2 separate regions of the Lactuca sativa genome follow, and region 1 is linked to region 2. The links are chromatin contacts, called in public Hi-C maps. All regions are on one chromosome and are shown on one strand. The core of a region is the stretch at or near the end of the contact, and the rest is flanking DNA. Distances in the headings are between cores, read along the strand shown. Region 1 holds the start of LOC111883093 (putative glucose-6-phosphate 1-epimerase). Region 2 holds the start of LOC111883101 (U-box domain-containing protein 3).

The links. A called contact is a pair of places that touch in the nucleus more often than the background predicts.
Region 1: a contact with region 2 is called in a Hi-C map of seed, with 7 times the contacts expected there. The contact joins the promoter of LOC111883093 here to the promoter of LOC111883101 in region 2. A contact is called at or near these places in 3 of 4 Hi-C or Micro-C datasets (bud, leaf and seed).

The regions. Positions count from the first base shown.
Region 1 is chr4:405,676,667-405,679,366 of Lsat_Salinas_v11, forward strand. It overlaps LOC111883093 (putative glucose-6-phosphate 1-epimerase), which reads right to left and starts at 1,422. Exons shown (of 8, transcript XM_023879463.3): 1 at 1,158-1,422; 2 at 374-448; 3 at 227-283; 4 at 1-143. The coding sequence starts at 1,235.
Region 2 is chr4:405,540,113-405,542,812 of Lsat_Salinas_v11, forward strand. LOC111883101 (U-box domain-containing protein 3) reads right to left here and starts at 1,444. Exons shown (of 2, transcript XM_023879475.3): 1 at 914-1,444; 2 at 1-686. The coding sequence starts at 1,134.

The DNA of each region.
Region 1 (2,700 bases), core at 172-2,671, 140 kb after region 2:
TTGAGGTCATCTTCTGTTGATTTCAGTAAAAGATCTGCACATGATTGATTGTTAGCTGGAGTTAAAGGAGAAGGATCTTCATCTAACAACCATAGCCTGTTTCTGGCAAATCCATGTTGCTCAAGTGAACCAAAGTTTGCAAACTGAAATATGCATATTAAAGTTTTTAATTGCATTCATTGAGAAAAAAGAAGGTTAATATGAGAATGGATTTTTTAACTCAAACCTGTGGAAAGCAAATGGGTATGCCACCTCTGACAGGTTTAGGTGGTTTGCAAACTGCCTGCAGGGTGAGCAAGTTCTCATGTCAATATAGTTCTGAGTATGTGTAGTTTTCATGGATAAGTAAACTAATATCTTATGACAGTTTTACCTTGTTGCTCATGAAAAGTAGTTCTTCTCTACGCTCGTTCTTCCAAGATATAACTTGAGCCCCATACAGGAGCACCTAATTGGATAGAAAAAGATACAATCAAACAGTAAGAATCTACACATAAACTAAAAGAATCTCAATTCAATTATTCTAAGAAATAGGGGAAGAAGTCAAGAAGATACTTGACAAACAGTTGTACAAAAAAGCATGCAACAGAAGTATGAAATAAAAAGTAAACAAACTCGGCATTAGAAATTAAACACGGTGCCCTAGAACTTTAAGCTGCTATGGTCAAATTAAGGGCTCATCCATACATGCTATTCAAATTTAAAGCATTACTTTACACAAATTCCTTATTATGACTGAAAACAGTAAATTGGCGATCGTAAAACTGCACTAACCGATTCCATCTTTCTCACTACTAACCAATTTACAGGTTTGATAATTTACCCAAATAGTTGCGATCACCAATTGGAAAAATTCACAATATTTCTAATGATTAAGTTTCGACTTCAAAAAGAAAAACAGAAATTTTGGTGCAGGAAATGTGCCCTAAGGGCATCATACGCAAACGTAAACTAACAGCATCCATCAACCACTTGATTCTGTAACAATTCCAGCCCAAAAATTTGTTTATCGAAAAGAATCTCTAGTACAAATTCAAACTTATACATACAAAACACCGAATAGAACATTTAAACCGGATGAAAAACCTGTCATGCACGATTACCGAAAGAAACAAATATAGAAAGCAAAATCATCAAAAAAAAAAAAAATAACGAACCTCGACCGTTGATCCGGTAGGCTCATGCAATATAATTCGAGGCGATCGATCGCCTTCTTTGATGATGTTATTCGCCATAAATTCGTTCAGAGTAATAACCTAGAGAGCATCACGAAGAAATTGAAAAGGAACGAGAGGAAGAGAATTTGAAATTTGAGGATAGAAACAAAAACAGAGGAAAATGGAACGGAAAAAAAAAGCGTAAAAATAGAATCAAAATCAATCAGCTCTAAGAACAACGCTTAGCTTATTTCATTTTCATCCGTCCAATAAACGCAAAAGTCAAGTTACTAAAATATTTCATTACATAAAAGTTAAATAAAAAAAAGTAATATTGTATTTTAAGGTATAGAATAATGGAATAATAAAAGATAATATATTTAAACCATATATATAATATAGCTCACAGTGTACACAAATTGAACGTTTAGTGAATGCTGTAGTGAATTTATTTATTAAAAAAAAATACATTAGATTTTTGTCTGTTTAATTAGACGAAAGAACACATGAGAGGTCATTTTGTAATGTATTCATCTATGTCCGTTAACAATCGTGATTTAGATTTTGGTCTTAATTATATATTTGGATAATATTACGTGATCTTTTTAAATTACAATCTTTATTGATGCTTCAAAATCTGTTTGTGAACTTTGTTAATTTATGTGTTTATGTTTGTTTATTTGTTTGATTAATACTCAAATGAACGAACACATACCATACTTGTTTACGACCTTTTCATTTGTTTACAACCTTATACATATTTCTTTCATATGTTTTAGATTATGGAATCTAAATTTTGTTTCATGCTCTATAAGTTGACGAAAGTATGTTGCCTAAAATTGATGAAAGTTATAGTAGATTGTTATTCTACTTATAAAAAAGTACAACATTGTGGGGGGTTGCCCAGGCCTAATTTTTTTATTATATATATTTATTTAAAAATAAAAACTTTTAATAACGATAAGGGCCCTTTTTCTGGCTCGTCTTAAACCTTTGAGAATATTTTAATTCCTCAGAACCGACCCTATACAACATCTTTTGTCACTTATCTCTAAATATCATATGTCGGTTATTATTATTTTTTTATATTCGTTGTATAAAACCAACTTCATCACGTTTTTCTTCCTTTTATTCTTGGTCGCTTTATATTTATCAAAATCACAATCAAACTTTAATCAAAGATATATTAAATCTAAACAAAAAATCATGAATTGCGATCTAATAACGTTTTGTTTAAAAATGCTTTGCATGGTTTAAATGAATGTTACAATGAATAGGAGCACTATGAGAGTTAGTAGTACACCACAAACTTTCCCAAAAGTAGGAAGATGCGACACTTGACCCGTTATTTGACATGATAAAATCCATAAAGTCTCAAAATTGATATTGAGTGAAAAAAAAAATCAAGTAGAAAATTGTAGGACTACGAAAAGACTCTTTCTTAAGGTCCATATCAAGTCCTTGAGTACATGATCCCAAGAAAAATTCAAAGTTGTACCTTATCTAAGAAAAGACATGCTTTTGGTTGGACCCGACCCTAACA
Region 2 (2,700 bases), core at 194-2,693:
TGTAAATCTCCCCCATAACCTCCTCCACCACCACATTCTTCAATCTCTCACCACCACCACTCTCACAGTCCCTCAAAAGCCTAAGCAGCGATTTAGCACTCCCTTTAGCTCTCCTTGTCCCATCAAGACTAACCTGAAGTAAACCCGGAATCGCTCCTTCACATAAAATCATTCCTCTGTATCTCTCCCTACTACTCTCACATATCATCAACAAAATCCCAACTGCGTACTCCTTACACTGCTTCGAACCTTCTTCTACACTCTCCACAACTGCCCTAATCCCGATTTCTGTCGATGAAATCGCTCTCAACGCGATCTCTGATGAAGAAGACAAGTGTTCGAGTAGACACATTGATTTCTCGACTAGTTTGGATGATTTTTCGGATTCGTGGATGAGGTGGATTAAAGAAGATGATGTAGATGATGAAAGAAAGGTGGGGATATATGGTGATAGGTTATGGAGAGTGACTATGATGTCGAGTTTTACTTGGGTGGTGTTGTTTTGAAGGAGGGTTTGATTTAGGGTTTCGATTGCACCTGATGTCGCCATTGAGCGTTTGTTTGACGAGGAAGATGATAAGATTAAAAGTGCTGCTATGGCGTGGTCGATTAATGGATGGATTTGGGATCGTATGAGGTTTAAAAAGAGAGGAATAGCTCCTGATTTCGCAATCCGGATCTTGTTTCTGTAAAACATAACACAGAAAGTGTTAATTCCAATCGATTACGATTCACTTTTTGAGGTTGAAAAGCTCAATAAATTCGATTCAATCGAACTCCATAAATTCGATTGCTTATTTATATGTTTCAAGCAAAGTTTTATACTCATTTCTCCATTAGATTTCGATTCAGTCCACCTGTAACTCGAATCTAATCAAACGTGATGCAGTTAGTGTGTTCGAACGAAACGAACCTTTCGCTGCCATAGGCGAGACTGAGGAGAGCAAAGAGTGCAGATTCTAGGGATTTGAAATCTGGAGGATTATGAAGCATGGAGAGGAGAGGAGGAATGGCTCCATTATCAGCCAGTTTGTGTCTCTGTTTGTTTGTGAGATGAATAACTGCCTCTGTGGCGGCGGCCTTGGCTCCATCATCGCCGAACAAAAGCGCTTCCACAACAGCTACTTCCGCCATCAAAATCTGATCGGAAACAAACCTATACAGATGAAGCAGATTATAGGGGAAGGATATATGATTTGCGTGAGTTGATAGTTGATATAAGCAAGTAGGATGGATGCTTTATTCAGAGTAATATTGGAAGAGAAGCAAAGGCTACTAATACTATTCCTTGTGGACCATTTTAGGCAGCTTTTCCGGTGACTGTTCGGAGTTGGGGATTGGTATCTCTCCATCACTTTCCTTAAATAGAAAACCTGCCCCAAGATTTTATGTAATAACTGACACAATTACTATATTAATTATTTATAATTTTTAATAATCATATTTTAATATAAACTTATTAGATTTTTGGATACTTATTGTATTGAGTGACTTGACACCTCAGGTGCCATAATTTTCATGTTTATGCAAAAAAGCTCTTTTTGTCATAAAGTATTCAAACTAACAACCTTAATATATCTTAACCAATACTAAAATTTTTTCGTAAAAAAGTTTTTTTTTATCGTGTAAAGAAAATATCTCAACTATAAGAGCATGCGGTATGTGTTCTTTTTTACTCGTTATGGGCGACTAACGTCGTCGGTATAGTTTCTTTACTATATTTTTATACAAAGTAAATACAAATGTACTACATGTTTTTTTTTTTATTTTTTTTTATTTTACAACAAATGTACTATATTATTAAACTGTAGTTAATTTATTTTTAGATATGAATTTTTTCAATTGAGATATGATGCTAGAGGTAGACGAGGGTTACAACGTTGTAGAAATGTGTTGCGGCCATTCGTTTGATGACTATGGGGGAGTCACCCGACACCATGGACGAGTCACCCGACACCATGGACGACTATATAAGAATGTCTAAAAGAACCGCAAGGGATAGTTTGTATACATTGTCAAGGGTGTTGTTGAAACATTTAGAGACGTGTATTTGCGGAAACCTTCTTTGCATGATTTGTAAGAATTGTATGCGGCGCATGAAGAACGCCATGGATTTCTAAGAATGATTGGAAACATTGATTGCACACACTGGAAATGAAAAAATTGTCCGGTAGCATGGAAATGGCAATACGCAAGTGGTCATCACGGATCACCTTCATTGGTTTTAGAGGCTATTGCTTCTTAAGATTTATGGATTTGACATGCATTTTTTGGGGTTGCGGGTTCCAACAACGACATTAACGCTCTTGATCAATTATATTTGACGATCTTTTGAATGGAAAGACCCTGGATGCTCCTTTCACGGTGAATGGAAATGAATACAAATATGTGTATTACCTTACAGATGAAATATATCATCTGTATTCCACATTCGTAAAGCCATTCCGCCACCCGGTTGAAGAAACATACATTTTTCTTAAGAGAAGACAAGAAGAAGCACATAAGGATACGGAATGTACTTTTGGAGTGCTGAAGGTGAAGTGGCATATAGTTAAACATGAAACACGACCAATGGATTTAGAAACTCTACGATATATCATGTATGTATGTATCATGATGCATAACATGGTAGTAGAAGATAAAGGACGAAATATTGCACATTATATCCCAATGGAGCCCAAACACGTTTAGTTTTAACCA